Linked DNA regions of Mus musculus: region 1 is linked to region 2. The links are chromatin contacts, called in public HiChIP or PLAC-seq maps. All regions are on one chromosome and are shown on one strand. The core of a region is the stretch at or near the end of the contact, and the rest is flanking DNA. Distances in the headings are between cores, read along the strand shown. Region 1 has its middle 8.7 kb from the start of Gm40084. Region 2 overlaps Gm31879 (a long non-coding RNA gene).

What was found. HiChIP or PLAC-seq counts read pairs in DNA pulled down with a chosen protein or histone mark.
Region 1: an H3K27ac HiChIP or PLAC-seq map of microglia shows a contact between it and region 2, with 5 times the contacts expected there. The contact joins two enhancer-like sites. A contact is called at or near these places in 1 of 15 datasets of contacts at CTCF or cohesin (large pre-B cells), 1 of 115 datasets of contacts at active chromatin or transcription factors (microglia) and 1 of 9 other capture datasets (embryonic stem cells).

What each region holds. Positions count from the first base shown.
Region 1 is chr3:87,400,154-87,405,364 of GRCm38.p6, reverse strand. It overlaps a transcript of Fcrl1 not described here. Among named protein-coding and RNA genes, the nearest start is that of Gm40084, 8.7 kb to the left of the region's middle. Within about 2 kb of position 3,739, at least 81 of the 459 cell types and tissues checked have an H3K27ac peak or open chromatin away from gene starts, as enhancers often do. A contact at or near this core is called in microglia, where this site is marked.
Region 2 is chr3:87,292,259-87,297,633 of GRCm38.p6, reverse strand. It overlaps Gm31879 (a long non-coding RNA gene), which reads right to left. Exons shown (of 3, transcript XR_375779.2): 2 at 2,297-2,389. Among named protein-coding and RNA genes, the nearest start is that of Gm31879, 4.6 kb to the right of the region's middle. Within about 2 kb of position 2,258, at least 11 of the 459 cell types and tissues checked have an H3K27ac peak or open chromatin away from gene starts, as enhancers often do. A contact at or near this core is called in microglia, where this site is marked.

The sequences.
Region 1 (5,211 bases), core at 2,490-4,989, 110 kb before region 2:
TACACACATACACACATACACACATACACACATACACACATACACATATACACATATACACATATATACATACATACATATATACATACATATATACACATATATATATACATACATACATATATACATACATACATACATACATACATATATATGTGTGTGTGTACAACATACATACATATAGTTTTTTTCCTCTACTTCATCTAAAGTGGAAACGTAAGGGTTGTTTGGAAAGTCAGATGGTGTTTTGCTAAGGCAAACATGAGAAGGAGTGTGTGCTGAGGCAAGACCTGTGGAGGACATGTGATGTTTGGAGGGAGCACAAAAAGGACTCGATGGACAGTGATGGAGCTGAGCTTGGCTTGCTTGCATAGCTAAATGCTTGTTGGTCTTGTATTCTACTTGATCTTCTCTTTGCTGAGAGAAGCACAGGCGAAAGAACTTTTCCTGATGTTCCTGTTGGCCCTGTCCCTCCTGCTGACTGTGCGGAGGCTGAGGCCTGGCTGTCTCTGCTAGGTAGCGTCACCACTGCTGATCCACGTTTGCTATCCCAACTCTACTGAACTGGACTGCTGGTGTATCTGTGAAGTGTTTGCGAGTGGCTTGAGCTGCTGCTGCTGACCTGTGAACTGGACTGCTGATTTCCAGACAATGCAGATGGGGGTGGCTCTTAAAAACCATTTAAAACAGGTCCATTTCCCCCATATCCTTCCTTTCCCACTACTTCTGGTGGGCTAAAAGGAAGGTTAAAGCATTTAAGAACTATCATTAAAAATAGGATTTGAAAAAATTAAAGCAACACTCATCAGTGATCAAAGAACCATCATCAATGAAGAAACAAGTTCAAATCCTGTTCCATCTGGGAGGGTGCAAGTCACTGCAGAGATATTGCTGTTAAAGTTGTACAACCTGGATTCAACTTTTAAGGAAACACTGGGTAAATCCAAAATGGGAACATTTAGCAATGTAAGTGGCCTACTGTCTTTAAAAGTTTCAAGATCATGAAACTGGGGCAGGTGAGATGGCAAATGTTTGTTGTACAAGCCTGGTGACTTGAGTTCAGTGCCTGATTTCACATGAAGGTGGAAGGAGAAAACAGACTCACTCCACAGACCTGTCCTTTCCTGCCGTGCTGTGGCATGTGTTTACACCCACATCGGATAACACACTCACACAAGAATAAGATTCGTTGGGGTCCATTATGGGGCTGAGACGCAGCTTCTCAATTAAGTGCCCAATATGGCAGTGAGAATTTTAATCACCCATGAGCCTCACACAGACTACTCAGGAATATATATTCAGATTTGGCTGATTGTAGGAAATGTACAGCTTTTCCCTATTTAAAAAACAACAACAACAACAACACATTTTTCTTTTATTTTCTTTCCTTTTTATTTAAACTGACGATCAGGAAGAATTATATCCTGGGGTTGAGCCGATGTTGGACTTGCTCACAAGAGAGTTCTTCTGTCCCTTAGGTGTTCTTGGCTTTAGTTGTGTGAGAGAGGGCTGTGCTGTATTGCTAAGGCGGGAGCTTGTGATCCTCCTACGTCTGTGGAGCGATAGGATTGCAAGCATGGATCACTCCTGCCTGCCATTCAGCTTCCTTGGTATTGTGAACCTGACCTTCACCTAAGAGGTCCCCCACACACACCCAGAGAGAAGAGAATTAAAACAGGCAGATGTTGATTCTGAATAAAACTCGTTTGGAGCTACTAAGAAGCATAAGAAGACCTTTCTCATCTTGTGCAAAAACCAACTTAAAGTCTACAGAAACAAGGGCTGGAGAGCAACGAAGACATCTTAAGTTTCACAAACCTGTCTGAAATCACACTTGCATTTAGTAATTCAGGGCCAGCCCCTACGAGCTTTCCTCTGCGTGCTTGCCACAACTTGTAACTATTTCTTTATATTCTTTCCATTTCATTTCTCCAAAGTAGCATGTAGGGGCTTGTGTCTGTCTTATAAATTTTATATTTTGTTGAGGTCTGTTAATGGGCCTTGGGAAACTTTGGACCAGTGTTTCTCAATCTTTTTTTTTTTAATGGTCATGTGGGTCTCACCACTGGGGTGTTGGAATGTGGCTAATTGGGTGCCAGACTTGTGCTCCTGAGAGCCCAGGGGAAGCAAAACGAAGTCTAACATAGGGGTCTGACAGAGGTTGTGGTTCTCAAACTTCTGGGTAGTCAGTTGCTGCTGAGAACCACAAGGAGTTGAGAATGGGGCTCCCATCATTCTGTGTACCCCGCCCTGGGGACTGTGAAGAGTTGGGAACAGGGCCTGAGGGTGTGGATGTCGGTGGGAAATCCAACTTAGCTCAGTGTGAGTGCCAGGTATGTGGAGGGGTCTTCTGTGGGAGACTTAGGCGTGACTCTGTATGACAAAGGCTTCCCCCAACCCCATGGTGGTCCTTGATGAAGGAGACTGTCCTTGCTTGTCCAAACTGCTTTATTCATGGTGGATGAAGATGCATACAACTTACTCAGGGTGAACCAGAGATTATGCTACGTGACCAACACGGTCCTCTTAGTGGGTGTCATGGACAAGAATCTGGTCAGGAGCTAATTCAGACTCCTACCCACTCTCAGTTATGAGTTTTATCAGGGTTCTGATCTTTGCTACTGCCATACGAGTTCTTCTGTCTGGTGGCGCTATCCACTGCCCCACATGGTCATTCTTCTCAGACATCATTTTTTTAAAAGATCTGACCCCTTCTTCTATCAAAATTTAATACCACATGTTTGACTGCAACCCAAAGCATCTTTTAGTCATTAAACAAGAGTAAGAGGATTTTCACCTTCTCAAGAGTCAACTCTGCCCTTTTGAGATCGGCATCACCCTTGATGAAGATAGACACTCCTCAGCAATCTGAATGCTGAAAAGAAAGTAGTGGCTGTTCAAGGATGGTTCATGGCTGGCTTCTCTGTAGCTACCATGGCTGTCAACACAAGGAAGATGCAGATGAATATAGCTTTGACAAGCAGTGTGCCAAAGTCACACTAATTCCACACATAAATCAATGCAAGCTCACTCCATGGTCAACAGTGAACATGACGATAATCGCTGGCAGTTGGTTCGCATGGTTGGAAAGAGATGCTCAGAAGACAACATTCTGAACCTGTTGTCTACCTGCGACCTCATTATCACATCTGTTCCTGCTCTGGTTAAACACAGCCTGTGTTTTGCTTATATTGCAGACCTAGCACCCAGCAGAGGGCTTTGAATTGAAAACCAGGCTTCTAAATAGAATGGTGAGTGTTTAGTTAGGTTTTGATTTTATATAACAAATAATTCTTACTGCAACAACATGCCATGTAATATTGGGAAATATACTCATGTTTTAAAAAAGCCATTGGTTACTGAAATTCAAATATAAACAGAAGTGGTGAATTTGTTTGTTAAATATGAGAATCCTCACTTTTAATTTGCATGAATAAATTAGTGAAGAACATGTGTTAAATGGTCGCTAGTGCTCCAGACTGGATTTCCTTCTGCAACCGAAAATGCCAGACCGTATACTGCCCGTCACCATATACTTCCATGGGCAGAGAAGGAATTAAATCTTTAGGTTGTGTTTTGTTCGAGAGCTGGTGATGTAAGAAGGTGAGGGCTAACACCCTAAAATATTTCATCTGTGAAATACAGGAAAGTGTATTTCATCTGTGGCTGGCAGAAGGAAAGGAAGTAAGGGCAGTCAACCTTCTCCGAGCTCAGTCCTGCCCTCTCAAGCGCTGAGCACGTGAGAGCTGTGGTGTCAGCGTCCTTCCTTTCTCTCACATGCTTCCCTGCTATTGTCTCTCTGTGTAGTGGAGTCTAGATGCCTATCAAGGATGTTGAAGCTTACATCCTTCAAGCCCCATCTGGACTCTGGGGTGGGGGCTGGAGGCAGGGTTAACTTAGACTAAAGAAACTGCTAACAGTGAACTCTGAGCAGCCCACAGTGAAGAGTACAGACCTCTCTTTATGGTGCAAAATATGAAGTTCCCTTGCCTGTCTTCCCTGCCCCCTTTCACTTCTGCTTGAACTCATTTCATACCGAGATGAGCAAAGCGACTTTTCTGGTTTTTAAAATTGGAGAGAGGAAAAATGAAGCAGGCTCTGCTTAGCTCTTACCTCTTGATACAAGCTGGAATCTTCAGGCTATCCCTCCCTGGACCTAGGAGGAGTCTAGAATTAGCAAACTCTCAGAGAAACAAACATTGTCACATAGGTTCACATGTGAAATAAATACAAATAAATGAGCAAAGACACACGTGAACACATGGATGTTTACAAGGGAAGGCTATTGATATGACCAGACCCTCTGACTCTTAGCCTTGGGTTTTAGTCATGCACTGTGACATTTTCTAGATTGAACAGATGATATTGGGCTTTTAAAACTTAACTTCTGAGTTTGCACCAAGGCATGAAGCCTTAGGGAATATGGTTTGTGATTTTAGAGTATGATACAAAGTTGTGATGTTTTTGCTCAAAGGTTAGTAGCTGTCTCTACAAAAGCAGGACCACACTCATTGATCTAAAAAAAGTAATAAGGAGTACTATGAAGGCCACTAAATGTTCATGGAGATTATGATATATGTGGGGAAATGGAGTGCTGGCCCAAGGGAACCTGGAGCCACTATGCCCAGGCAGTCATGGTTGAAACAGTTGAAGCACATAGCATCCCCCACCCAATGTCTTTTCACTTTTGTAGGAACTGGTGATCAGGATAATATTTTGGGGTGATAAAATTTGTTGTGTGCCGCAAAGTACCAAATAGGATCTAGCCCCACACTGTTGATGCTTCAGATGTCCCCTTGCACCACTCACCCCAGATCCTACTCTGCATCCATGTCCAGGGAGCAAATCAGAGGGATGACACGTGAAACATACCTAAGAAATTACTGAGAGACATTGAAAACTAGAGATACTTCAGATGTTCAAGCAGGTCCTGTCTATGTCCTACAGGAACTGTGCCTAATGAATCTATGGATGCCCAAAGGGCACAACATCAGGTAATTGCAGAGGAGCACCTTGGGAAGAACTGACTCTCACTCGCCTCTTTGAGCAGGGATTTCAGAAACATACACCCCAGTTTCATTTAGGTGATGGGATAGATTTCCTAATTGGAACTAATATATGATCACGGTGAAAATGTTCCCCAAGAGACGAGCCAGTGAGGCCAAAGCAAGCCCAACTAGAGAGCTATACCGCTGCTCTGTCTGCTCAGCA
Region 2 (5,375 bases), core at 1,009-3,508:
CAATAAATAAATGTTTGAGTGACTAAATGAATGAATGAATGACTTTTATTTTTCAATTGTCATAGTAATAATAAAAGAGTATTGTCTATAGTTACCAAGTGTTTTGAACCTTAAGAAACATATATAGTGAATAAAATTGTAATATTTTTAAAAATCTTGACTCTGAGTTTATAAATGAGATTTTTGTGCATCTAAATAACTAGTTAGTTCAGTAGTGTGTGTTCAGCCCTGATGCTATGAAAACTGAGTTGCTAAGTCTAAAATATAGATTAATATTCTTAATAATTACTTGTTCTGAGGTTTGGGATATGCTAATGCAGGTCTATTGTCTGATTTTTCACTTACCCACTTATGATGAGAGTGTTTCCCTGTGTCTTATTATTTATTTAGGTGCCAGAACTCAGAGCCAACGCTAAGCACCTTCCATTAACTCCTTCTATTTGGCTTTTGGGTGGTTTTGATGAATCATTCACTCTGCAAATGATCTGATGATCATTATCCCTGTGAGGAGCAGGTGAGATGCTGTAGTGTTGTTAGAGGACTCTGAGGGACAGCCACAGACAAAGCAGCTCCAGCTGAGAGTAATTATCTAGCACTGAGAAAGGAGCCTTGTTATAGTTGAAAACATTTCCCAGGCTCTTTACACTCTATATTAGAAGAAATTTCATTCTTCATCCTTCCATTACCACCTAGGTATCGTGACAGTGAGGATGGAAGAAGAGCATTTCTTAACCTGACCAGAGAGTATGCTCTTTCCTTTAAAAAGAAATTGGTTTTCTTCCTGAGATAACTTTGCTATCTCTGGGTTAATTTTCACAAGTTGACATTGGTATTAAATAGAAAAATTTGAGACATTTTTGTAATAGATCTTATGACAATGCCACTTTGTACTTCACTATTTATATATGGGTCACCTAGACTAGACTGCAGGTATAATATAGGTCACCTAGACAGCTTCCCTACCTGCCTGCCTATCCACCCCATTCACCACCGCCTGGCAAAGCACCTCATGAGGCCCAACTAGAATTCTAAGTAAGTTGCCCACACCCATCCCCCCACCTGCCTGCCTATCAGACACCTCTTCTGGTTCCGGCACCAGGTGAAGACCAATTAAAATGCCACGTGGGTCACTCAGACCTGTTTTCTCTGCCCCTTGCCTACCAGTTACCCCATCCTCTCCTCTCATAGCACCAGCACTGCATGGAGTGCAACCCAAAGCTGTCTCTGCTACCCAAGGGCCACTAGCAGAACACAGTGGGCCAACTACAAAATTCTGAAGGTTCACAGAGAGAGGCTTAACTCTATGACTCAAGAGTTGCACCTATGTCTACCTGAGCTGAGACCACCTCTGACACTCCATTCACAAACCAACACAGAGTGGCCCTATGACTGAATACTAAGTATAACTCTGCTGATCCTCAACTTAACAAGTTGGGTCAGAGCAAGCAAGGATCCAGAAGTTGTCAAGGGTTAGAGCAAAAATCCACACCGAGAAGCAATACCAACGAACTAATTCCAGATGCCCAGGTCCCATCACAAAATTAAGTAATACAAATACTATATATTTAAATTTACTTTATATGTAACTATAATATGACATCTCATTTTGTGAATATATAGTAATCTAACCATTTCCTTAACATTAATAATTTCAATATTTTCAACACAATTAATTCTTCAAAAATGAACATTTTTTTTTCGAGACAGGGTTTCTCTGTGTAGCCCTGGCTGTCCTGGAACTCACTCTGTAGACCAGGCTGGCCTCAAACTCAGAAATCCACCTGCCTCTGCCTCCCAAGTGCTGAGATTAAAGGCATGTGCCATCACTGCCCAGCCGAGCATTCTTTTGCTAATAACTTTGCATAGTAAATTTTGAACAATTCAATTTGAGGTTAAATTTCAAACATACAGGTGACTTAACACTTTTAAATTATGAGTTTATAAACACAGAGACTGAATGTGGGACCCAACATTCACACAGTATTTTCTCAAAGAGAAAGCAATGATAAATACCTGGGTATTTTTTGAGGAAGCTCATCCTTAGAAATCTTATCCACCCAGGGACTCAGTCCTGTTCTAGATAAATATACATATATACATATATACACATATACACATATATACATATACACATATATATATACATTATACATACATATGTATGTATATATATATATGCATACATATATATGGAAGACAGTCTAAAAGGAAATGAGTCACTGCTTCTCTAAGTTCATCATGACCGATTTCTTTTCCAGTAAGGAGGAAGTAAGTAGAATGGATGGAAATCTCTCACGATTAGAACTGGCTTTCTCCCCTTCTGAGAAGCCTCACCAGCTTTGTTCAGAAACAATGTTTTAAACAGGTCCTGTTTCCAGACGTTTGCTTCCTGTGGGAGACAGAAAAGGAAATGATTTCAGCAGAATCCTCTGACATCTGTGAATTTAGACTGGGCACTCTGTACATGTGACTCTGTCTTTGCTGGGTAATTCTTTCCTATGGTGGTCTCATCTTTCTGGGCACAGAAGCACCTCTTCCTCAGTTACTTTCTACTGCTGGGACAAAACACTATGACCAAGACAACTTATAAGAGAAAGCCTTACAGCTTTGGGGTGTTAGAGTCCATGGCCATCATGGCAGGTAGCATGCCAGAGGCAGGCAGGCATGATGCTGGAGCTGTAGATGAGAGCTTACATCTGGATCAACAAGCACGAGGCAGAGAGAGCTAACTGGGAATAATATGACCTTACTGAAACTTCAAAGCCTCATCCTGATGACAAACCCTCCAACAAGGTCACATCTTTTTTTTTAAATTTATTTTAATTAGATATTTTCTTTATTTACATTTCAAATGTTATCCCCTTTCCTATTTTTCCTTCCAAAAATCCCCTATCCTCTCACCCCTCCCCCTGCTCCCCAGCCCACCCACTCCTACTTCCTGGCCCAGGCATTCCTCTATACTGGGGCATAGAATCTTCACAGGACCAAGGGCCTCTCCTTCCATTGATGACCTACTAGGCCATTCTCTGCTACATATGCAGCTAGAGCCAGGAGTCCCATGTGGCTAGAGTCACATGTCCCCAAAGAAACATGTGTTTTCTTTGATTGGTGGTTTAGTATCTCCTTGTACAAAGCTCAAGTCTAAGTAGATCAAGGAACTCCACATAAACCCAGAGACACTGAAACTTATAGAGAAGACAAGTGGAGAAAAGCCTCGAAAATGTGGGCACAGGGGAAAAATTCCTGAACAGAACACCAATGGCTTGTGCTGTAAGATCAAGAATCGACAATTGGGACCTCATAAAATTGCAAAGCTTATGTAAGGCAAAGAACACTGTCAATAAGATAAAAAGGCAACCAACAGATTGGGAAAAGATCTTTACCAATCCTAAATTCAATAGGGGGCTAATATCCAATATATATAAAGAACTCAAGAAGTTAGACTCCAGAAAACCAAATAACCCTATTTTAAAAAATGGGGTACAGAGCTAAACAAATAAATTTCAACTGAGGAATACCGGGTGGCTGAGAAGCACCTAAAAAAAGAATGTTCAACATCCTTAATCAACAAGGAAATGAAAATCAACGCAACCCTGGGATTCCACCTCACACCAGTAACAGCAAAACCCCAGGTGACAGCAGATGCTGGCAAGGATGTGGAGAAAGAGGAACACTCCTCCAATCACTTGCTGGTACAACCAATCTGGAAATCAGTTTGACGGTTCCTCAGAAAATTGGACATAGTTCTACAAGAAGATCCAGCAATACCACTCTTGGGCATATACCCAGAAGATGCTCCAACTTGTAATAAGCTCACATGCTCTGCTATGTTCATAGCAGCCTTATTTATAATAACAAGGAGCTGGAAAGAACCCAGATGTCCCTAAACAGAGGAATGGATACAGAAAATGTGGTACATTTACACAATGGAGTACTACTCAAGCTATTTAAAACAATGAATTCATGAAATTCTTAGACAAATGGATGGATCTGGAGGATATCATCCTAAGTGAGGTAACCCAATCACAAAAGAACACACATGATATGCACTCACTGATAAGTAGATATTACCCCAGAAGCTCAGAATACCCAAGATACTATTTGCAAAGCACATGAAACTCAAGAAGGAAGACCAAAGTGTGGACACTTTGATCCTTCTTAGAAGGCAGAACAAAATACCCATGGAAGGAGTTACAGAGGCAAAGTTCAGAGCAGAGACTGAAGGAATGACCATCCAGAAACTGCTCCACTTGGGGATCCATTCCATAAACAACCACCAAACCCAGACACTATTGCAGATGCCAACAAGAGCTTGCTGACAGGAACCTGATATAGCTGTCTCCTGAGAGGCTCTGCCAGTTCCTGGCAAATACAGAAGTGGATGCTCACAGCCATTCACTGGACTGAGCACAGGGTCCCCAACGAAGGAGCTAGAGAAAGTACCCAAGGAGCTGAAGGGGTTTGCAGCCCTCTAGGAGGAGCAACAATATGGAGGCCACACCTTCTAATTCTTCCCAAACAGTTCCACCAACTGGGGACCAAGTATTTGAATGTATGAGATGAGCCTAGGGACCTATTCTCATTCAAACCCCCACAGCTTTCCAGGTGGATCCTGAACAACTTAAGGAGCTTGATGAAGGATGAAGTGTGATTCCTTTGCAAATCTATTAGGTTAGGTGCAATACAATGGCACTGCCAAGACTAAGAGTTTCAGGTCTCAAACACTGAAATACAGATAACAGAACAATAAACAAAGAGAAGGGCTTTGCTAGAACTACATTGTTTTGAAGAGAGAAAAAGCAAATGCATCAAGTACATATGTCATATATTGTTCAATGCAATGTTAAAGAAAAATAAAGATGGTGGCAATAGGATTGTAAGCCTCTATGTTGAGTTACTCCAGGAAGCCAGAATGCAGGCAGGATCTCATAGATTACTATGACAGTGTTTTGACCTTTAATGTGAAATGAAGCATTAGTTTAGGAGTTAGGGCGGTTAATGTAATTTTTCTCTATTCATAGGGACAGACATAGGGACAGATTCACAAGACAGCCACAGAGTCAGCCACAACAGACAGACAGGAAGAGGACAGAAGACAAAGGAGGAATAACTCAACTGTTTGGATTTCAACATGTAATTATATAACCATCTTGTTAAATAATTTGTAAATATGGATCTAGTCTTTAAATGTCTAATGCCAGTTGGTAATAAAAATATAATAGTAAAAATTGTATTTGCAAATAGAAAATTAATAATATAGTTTTTAACAAACCAAGCCAAAAATATACAACTTATTTAAAAATTCAAATTATAATGAAAAGATAGCACGAGACATATGTAAATCCTATTTTCAGAGCACCATTATTACAGAATAT